Regions from separate parts of the Zea mays genome. Here regions 1 and 2 are each linked to region 3. A link is a contact called in public Hi-C data. All regions are on one chromosome and are shown on one strand. The core of a region is the stretch at or near the end of the contact, and the rest is flanking DNA. Distances in the headings are between cores, read along the strand shown.

The links. Hi-C and Micro-C count contacts between places; a contact is called where the count stands out from the background.
Region 1: a contact with region 3 is called in a Hi-C map of ear, with 2.8 times the contacts expected there. The contact joins the promoter of LOC100284857 here to the promoter of LOC100273941 in region 3. A contact is called at or near these places in 2 of 25 Hi-C or Micro-C datasets (ear and tassel).
Region 2: a contact with region 3 is called in a Hi-C map of ear, with 4 times the contacts expected there. The contact joins the promoter of LOC100284931 here to the promoter of LOC100273941 in region 3. A contact is called at or near these places in 2 of 25 Hi-C or Micro-C datasets (ear and tassel).

The regions. Positions count from the first base shown.
Region 1 is chr1:177,400,361-177,403,224 of Zm-B73-REFERENCE-NAM-5.0, reverse strand. It overlaps LOC100284857, which reads left to right and starts at 1,516. Exons shown (of 5, transcript NM_001413141.1): 1 at 1,516-1,768; 2 at 2,605-2,732. The coding sequence starts at 2,705.
Region 2 is chr1:178,103,064-178,105,861 of Zm-B73-REFERENCE-NAM-5.0, reverse strand. It overlaps LOC100284931, which reads left to right and starts at 1,412. Exons shown (of 3, transcript NM_001372149.1): 1 at 1,412-2,098; 2 at 2,343-2,649. The coding sequence starts at 1,509. It overlaps LOC100273038 (hydrolase-like protein), which reads left to right. Exons shown (of 10, transcript NM_001147487.1): 9 at 1-61; 10 at 218-752. The coding sequence ends at 52.
Region 3 is chr1:177,764,624-177,767,402 of Zm-B73-REFERENCE-NAM-5.0, reverse strand. LOC100273941 reads left to right here and starts at 1,422. Exons shown (of 1, transcript NM_001148332.1): 1 at 1,422-2,779. The coding sequence starts at 1,481. The coding sequence ends at 2,482. It overlaps LOC111590625 (U2 spliceosomal RNA), which reads left to right and starts at 145; the gene lies at 145-332.

The DNA.
Region 1 (2,864 bases), core at 267-2,766, 360 kb after region 3:
TAATTCGTGCTAGGCCGGGCTACGTGCCTTCCATTTCGTGTCGGGCTCGTGCTAGCCCAGTAAGCACAACCCAAACTTGCAGGACTACGTGTGGTACCATGTTTCTTGATATGCTTCACCCCTTCCCCGTTAGGCCCCGTTCGACATGCCAGCGTCCAAACCAGGCTAGGATCGAAAGCAGCCCAGGATCAAGTGATACATATGTTGTCACTAATTCCTAGTCACTAGACCAAGAACTAATTCGGGAGGTAGCTCATCAGGACTCGTTCTAGACCAAGAATTGAGCGAAGAGAATTCAAATCAGGTGGGTCTGTTTCTAGTCCAGATTAAAACGAACGGCTCTAACAGACTGGGCTGGATTTTAAGCCGGGTTAATTCATCCCGCCTGGAAAGAGGCCGGGAATAGGCCGTTCCGGCCGAAACGAACGACGCCTTAGAGTTTATTCAATCTAGAAGAAGATTAGAGATGATTAAATCTATTTCTATTTAATTTTGACTAGAAGTAAATTTAATCATCTCTAATCCTTCCTAATCTAGATCTAACCAAACAAGCCCTTAAAATTTATCATAACTTGACATCTTATCATGTTCTACCTAGAATTTATCTGGCCATCAGTTTACTAACCATCTACTCCCACATCAGGTAACTGTCGTCTACGCACCCTAGCGTTGATCTCAGATACACAACAAAAACATGAGATCGTTTCAGTTTCGAGTGAGGTTGCACTGTCTGCTGCAGGTTCCACTGTTTCCTCGGGTCTGTCCCAGCGCCGCTCGCCGCCGGGTCCCGACGGCGCCGCTCCAGGCTCCAGCCCGCCGCCGCCTCGGCCTCACCCGCCGTCCGCTCTGTCATCCTCGGCCACCCGCAAGCTCCAGTCCAGAGCCCAGTCATATGTAGTTCATGGTGCTGGCGCGTTCTGAGGATCACGTCTCAACACGAATCTTGGAACACACCAAACGGCCTAAAAGAATCTGATAGACCTGGACCCTGTTTGGTTCGTGGCTAACTTTGTCACACTCTAACTAAGATTAGTCATCCGAATTGAAAATCTAACCTTAGACAGAAAAGTTAGGTAAAGTGTGATAAGTTAGACAGAAAATCAAACATACTCCAAAGCAACAAAACCAGCCACAGGAAATTTGCAAAAAAAAAAAGTTCTTAGCCAAGAAACTGTGGACGTACGTACGTGGAACTTGCACGGTGGTACTAGAAGCATCTGTGGTGGAGTGCCGCAGAGGATCCAATCCAAGCGATTCTTCCTTCACAGTACGCCACCGCGACAACGGAATTTTACTGTCTATGAGGATGAGGTTATTAAATTAACTATAATAAAGTTATAGAAGAGAAGTCTACTCGCGATAGTTACTAACTAACAAGGATGTAAATATATATAGAAAAATTTTAAAACAAGTCTTACCACGTTGTAATTTCTAATAACTGGAGCAAATAAAGAGATGAGGGAGATTAATAAAAATAAAGTCTATAAAAATTGGCGCTAGAAATCTGTGGCTGCGATGCATCCAGGTCCACGCGACCACTCTGATACAGGTCACCAGCGGTGGGCCCCACCACCCAGACGGGTCCTGGTTCCTCCCCCTCCAAGCCGGCTCCCAAATTTGAGGCCCAAAGCCCCGTCGGCCCCCATCGCCACGCCGCCGGCCACGCCCCAGACGACCCCGCCCGCCGCCGCCGCCTCCCGCTCCCTCCGCGCGCAGCCCTCGTCCGGCCGCCCGGGTCCGAGCGCGCTCGCTCCTCCTCCCCACGTCGGTGAGTGTTGGTTGTGCCCCCGAATCCTCGGCGCCTCCCTCTGTGCTGCGTGTAGGTTCCCTGCGCTTTTGCCCGTCCAATCCGGAGAATTCCCTCTCCCCCGTGCACTTCTCCGTGGGTTCTGTCTCCCTCTGCCGCACCTGCCCGACACAATTCCGCCGCAATTCGAGTCGGCTCGTCCAGTCCGCCGCCGACGCGCGGCGGCGTCGCGGGTTGTCTCCCGGAAACTTTAGGGTTCCGTTCGACACCCACGGACTCCGTCCCTGGCGTCCTCCCGTCTAGGAATTCTCGTCGTATGTTGCTGCTGCGGCGGCGGCCTGTTTGGACGCACGAATTTCACGAGCGGAACAGACGGTTCGAATTCGCACAGTAACCGAGGGCGGTTCACTCAGCTGCGAACCCGGGCGTGAATATTGTACGTAGCTGTAGATTGTTAAGCCTGCCGAGCTACTTGGGTGCCAGGAAGTTTGTAGAGTGTGTATTTTGTGCATAGCCGTGCATTGTCACGCCAGCCGAGCTACTTGCTACTCGGGTGGTAGGAAGGTGTAGAGTGTACGCCTTGCTGTTTGCAGAATTAGCCGCTGGCGCAGGTTCCTCTGCCAGCCTTTTTCTTGCGCACAGGCAATTCACTTGGAGTATTTATATTTCTCACCTACACCCATTTGAATTATTCCCCATCAATTTCTTGCCGTAAGAGGTTTAGCCTCCGGTTTATATTGTTGAAAAAAGCAACTTCTGTGGTCTCTAAGATTCCTCACACTTAGGTTCACAAAATTTCTTGGCGCGCTTAGTCCATAGGTTGCAGGTTGCTAACAGAGCTCTGTGCTTGTGTTCAGGACAGTTTAAGTGTGGCTTCATTGCATGAGTAGTTGCAGTTAGCGTGGCTTTTCTCCGTGCTTGCTCCTGGTCGTGCTTTGCCTTGCAAAGGAAGGAATCATGACATCTGTTGTTCACAGTGTTTCAGGTATGCTTGATTCATCCAAAGTCGTGCCATATTTTTTCGCCCTAGCACTAGAGTAGTGCATAGTGTGCTGTATTCGGAACACATGCCACAACTTTCTGTGGTGTGAATTACTGTAGAGAATATTTCATTATG
Region 2 (2,798 bases), core at 163-2,662, 340 kb before region 3:
GATTGACGTGCAGTTAGCTCGTGATGGCTTGCGTGTCTACATTGATCTGTAGCCGTGAAAGGTACACGTCACTGCCTTTGTTTTGACTATATAGCGATAGGTCACATTGCTTTGTTCATTATCATGGTCCGTTGGTCTAACAGTTCACTATCCAGCGTACCATGCATATGATGTTTGTCGGTTCACTGACAGTCTTCTACTCTTCGCTGTATATCAGGAAAATATGCCATACTCAGCGAACCGCGCCAGGCTTTCTGGCTGATGTAACATCCATTCCCACTTGTGAAGAAAGTGCAAACTGACTAAAAAGGCGAGCCTATTTGGTGCATCATTTTACGTTTCGCTAGTTTATACGTGAATCTCTGAATAAAAAAGAGAAAAAGAAAAGAAAAGAGAGAGAGTAGCCACTTGCTAGTAGCTGGTTCAGTGCCCCGGCAAATTAATGGCCATCTCCCTGGTAAAGGTAGTCGAATGTTCTTGTAATCTTGTCAATTGGAAGCTACACTGCACTGGATGCATGCCCACCAGTCGAACTGAGCATGCGATTTTTTTTCCCTCGGTCGCGCCCGGGTCATGTATTGTAGTATACCGTAAGAGGAAAGTCGATTGAGCATGTTCGTGGCGCCAGACCGAGCCACACGATCTCCAAGACTCTTGCTTGTGAAGAGCACGCAGATGACTCCTACTCTAGGTTCACCAATGTTTGTCGCTCAAACTTTTTAAGTTTGACTAGATTTATAAAATATATTAGTAATATTTATATCTTCAAATAACTTTACTATAAAAATAAATTCAAAAATCTATCTAACGATATTAATTATGTACTATAAATATTAATATTTTTATATAAATGTGGTCAAAGTTAATAATGTTTGACTAAAAGTGAAACGATTCATGGTCTAGGCCTGATTCCTGAGTATCAGCAGAGGTTTCTTTAAGAAAAACTACTACTCTTTTTTCGTAAGGGGGTGTTTGGTTGCTCCTGCTAAAGTTTAGCCCGGGTCACATCAAACGTTTGACTTTTAAATATGAGTATGAAATATAGACCCAACCAACTGGACTAGATTCGTCTCGTCTTTTAATCTTTGGCTGACAAATTAGTTTTATAATCCGACTACATTTAATATCCGGAACGGAGGTTCAAACATTCGATGGGACAGAGACTAAATTTTAGCGGGGTGTAACCAAACACCCCTAAAAGAAGTTCTGACTTCCAATCTCTACCTTGGGCTTCCAAAAAAAATTTGCCGTTCATCCAAGCAGGCCGGTCCCTGGCCCACATGCCGCGCGCACGCGCGCGCACACACGCCGACACGCGGCACGGCCAGTAGGGCAGGCGCGGGCCGTGTGTGTGAGAAGGAGAGGACGGCACCGCGCAGCGCCGCAGCCCATCCATCCAATACGCCCACCAGCCACCACACATCCTCTCTCCCTTCCAGTCCCAGGAGCGTGGCCTCACTCTCCTCGTCGCATCCCCCCTCCTCATCTTCGCAGCGCGGGCGGCGGCAATGGCGATGGCCTCCACCTACGCGCCGGGCGGAGGCGCGCGGGCGCTCGCGCAGGGTAGATGCAGGGTCCGCGGTCCCGCGGGGCTGGGCTTCCTCGGCCCCTCCAAGGCCGCCGGCCTCCCCCGCCCCCTCGCCCTCGCCAGGCGGATGAGCAGCCCCGTCGCGGTGGGCGCCAGGCTGCGATGCGCGGCGTCGTCGTCCCCCGCGGCGGCGCGGCCCGCCACGGCGCCGCGCTTCATCCAGCACAAGAAGGAGGCCTTCTGGTTCTACCGCTTCCTCTCCATCGTGTACGACCACGTCATCAATCCGGGCCACTGGACCGAGGACATGCGCGACGACGCGCTGGAACCTGCCGACCTCTTCAGCCGCCACCTCACGGTCGTCGACGTCGGCGGCGGCACGGGGTTCACCACGCTCGGCATCGTCAAGCACGTCAACCCGGAGAACGTCACGCTGCTCGACCAGTCCCCGCACCAGCTCGACAAGGCCCGGCAGAAGGAGGCCCTCAAGGGGGTCACCATCATGGAGGGCGACGCCGAGGACCTCCCGTTCCCCACCGACTCCTTCGACCGATACATCTCCGCCGGCAGGTCTCTTCTCGTCCTCCCCTGCCGCTCGATTCGCTACTGTCCGTGTATACCATCCTGTGCGTATTGTGAATATGTTCCAAATAAGCGGTGCTGCGATGATTGCACATTCCATTAGGGCCTGTTTGGAAGAAGGGGATTAAAGGGAATTAATCATCCCCTTGCTCCCAAACAAGCCATTAGTATGACAGCTGAGCTACCCAAGTACGGATTGCTGATTTTCCTGCCCTGTCATGGTGCTTTGCAGCATCGAGTACTGGCCAGACCCACAGCGGGGGATCAAGGAAGCCTACAGGGTCCTGAGATTTGGTGGGCTAGCTTGTGTGATCGGCCCGGTCTACCCGACCTTCTGGCTGTCCCGCTTCTTCGCCGACATGTGGATGCTCTTCCCCAAGGAGGAAGAGTACATCGAGTGGTTCAAGAAGGCTGGGTTTAGGGATGTCAAGCTGAAGAGGATTGGACCGAAGTGGTACCGCGGTGTCCGAAGGCATGGCCTCATCATGGGCTGCTCCGTCACAGGCGTCAAGAGAGAGCGCGGTGACTCTCCCTTGGAGGTACCTTTTCCTTTTCATTTTGCTAATAACAATGGAAAGAGGTGGCGCTTCTGGTTCTGGCACATCTCGTTAAGACTCTAGATTGTTCATTTTCCTGCAAGTAGGTAGGCATTCAATGGCTTTGGTATGAGTTCTCCGTTTTATTTCCT
Region 3 (2,779 bases), core at 173-2,672:
CCATAAATGAATTTACATATGTTACCTATGAAATCTCAATGATGATTTTGGTCAGGGCATCAGATCTACACCATCTTCTCGCTCCAAGTCCTAAGCCAAAACATTGGCTATAATTTAATTCGAATATAGGGGCTTCTTTTCAACTCATTTTTTCGGTCTTTTGGCTGAGATCAAGTGTAATATTTGTTTCACCAGTTCAATATCTGGTATATAAACAATATGTTCACTTTGACATTAAATTCATTTATTATGGGTATTTTTATGTGGATGGTCCATTAAACTCTCAAGTGCCGCTTGCTCGTCCAATCAATATCTGGTTGGGTACCGTCGCAATGTATTAGACTAGTGAGAGTTAATTAGTGGGTTACAGTCTTAAGTGTTTGTCTAATGCCTACACACATTTTAAACTGGAACCAGTTGAGAATTTCCATCGGATATATATAAAGTATCTCGTCGATGGAGCTTGCACTGGGCTGCGATATACATACTACAGTACCAAGGGCCAAGAGGCTATAAATACATATCAATCCATGTGCAGATTGGAAAGCATCGAGTGTGTGTTTAAATCCCTAATTAACAAATCAAAATCTTTCTCAGTTTTTTAATCTCATATCCAATCTATGATGAGAATAACCGAACATGGCCGTACGAGGGTGGTGGGTGAAAGGATATGAATTCTGCAAAAACAATCTATCAAGAAGCTCTTACACCATATGCAAAGTAGGGGGGAAATTACATCCGGGGTATGAATTTTTGTCACCGCGCGTGCAGTACGTCACGCGCTTTTGTATTAGTCAAGCTAAGGTCCATCTGCCATGCACATTATTAGCACATTTAGTCATCGTGTTGCCAACAAGTGGATGTTTCATATTTTTTGTACGACCATATCAAAGGCTTCATCCGAACAAAATGTGTGTATGCATGTGTCATCTCATTTACTACTTATATATGTGGGTTAGTGGTTAGTACAGTTTTAATTGTTTGTCTAATGCCTACACGCACATTTTGAATTGGATGAGGTTGAGAATTTTCATAGCATATATCTTCTACTGTATAAAGCACCAATTATTTTTACGGTTACACGGCTTCTACCATCGTTGTGCTCCCACACATTTAAATGATAAAATAATTAAAATTATACTACATAAATAGAGATTTAAACCATTGTTCATTGGCTCTAAACTCACGTTCACACCCACCTAACTAACAGAATACATGTCTTTGTACTTTATACTCTATAATTAAACATAAATGAAAATTGTAGCAACATACGGCCATTTTTACGAGTATATAATATAATGAATCTCAACCATGTAGCTAGTCATGGGCTGTGTCGCTGCGACAATATACATACAGTTGCAAGGGCCAAGCGGCTATAAATACGTGTTTAGGTGTATCATGGTGATAACGCGCCAATAGAACAAGAGGAAGTTGTTGCCCTAGCTAGCTAGTGTAGAGTGTGTAGACGAAGCCACACACCATGGCCGCAGACGAAGGCCAGGTCTTCAACTACTGCAAGCTCGCGCAGGCCGCCTACGCCGCCTACGACGACCACAATGGCACCTGCCGCTACTCCCTGGCCGACATGCTGCCCGCCGTCGGCCTCGGCGGCAGCGGCTACGTGGCCACCTCGTTCATCTACGCCACCGTCAACATCTTGGCCGGCGACGGCGTGAACGAGGGAAACGACGACGACGGTTGCCAGCACGAGCAGCACTGGATCGGATACGTGGCCCTCGCGACCGACGCCGAGCGCGACCGCGTCGGGTACCGCGACATCGCGGTCGTGTGGCGCGGCACGTCGGCGCTGGACGAGCTGCTCAAGGACCTGCAGGCGGTCCTCGTTCCGATCCACGGCGAGCAGCAGGCCGGGACAGTGCGGGTGGAGAGGGGCTTCGAGAGCCTGTACACGTCCAGCTGCGAGGCCTGCGCCATGCGGACCAGCGCGCGCACCCAGGTGCTGGCCGAGCTGACCCGGCTGGTGACGTACGTGAGGAGCAGGCACCCCGGCGAGAAGATCCGCGTCACGGCCACCGGGCACAGCCTCGGCGGCGCGCTGGCCCTGCTGGCCGCGTGGGACGCCGCCGCCCCCGCGGCGGCGCTCGGGGTGGTGGCCGCCGTCAGAGCCGTGACGTTCGCGGCCCCCCGCGTCGGCAACCAGGCGTTCTGCGACGAGCTCGTGGCCGGGCAGCGCCACGTGTCCGTGCAGCGCGTCATCGTCGACCGCGACGTCGTGCCCACGCTGCCGCCGACTTTCTTCGGGTACGCGGACGCCGGCACCAACGTTCGCCTGCTTAGCTCAGGCGGGTCAGGGCGCTTCCCCCTGCCGTTCCTTACCTTGCTCGAGCCATTGCGCTTCCACAGCATCAAGCAGTACCTGCGCCTCCTAGACCCGGCGCCGGCGCCGCCGCAGGCGCGGGCGCCGGTGCCGGCCGACCATCTCGTCCCTGTCCCTGAGGCCGAGCTGGATAATATGATCTGACAGACAGATGTTCGTGGTGTGGCTTTGTTCGGTTCGTGTGTTGAGCTACTGTTACGTACGTTTACATCCACTACTGGATCGTATGCGTTCTTCGGTGTGGTTGAATTGTTCGTGTCTCGTGTGAGTTGAAAATCTGTTTTGATCGAGTCTTTTGAAGTTTGATGACAACAATAATCGGAACTTTTTTTTGTAAGATCTGTGGCACGTTTGTTTATGACTTTATATCTGCGATGAAGAAGTCGAGTAGCTGGTGGAAACTGACAAACGAAGTAAACAGATGATGCTGAGACAGCAATA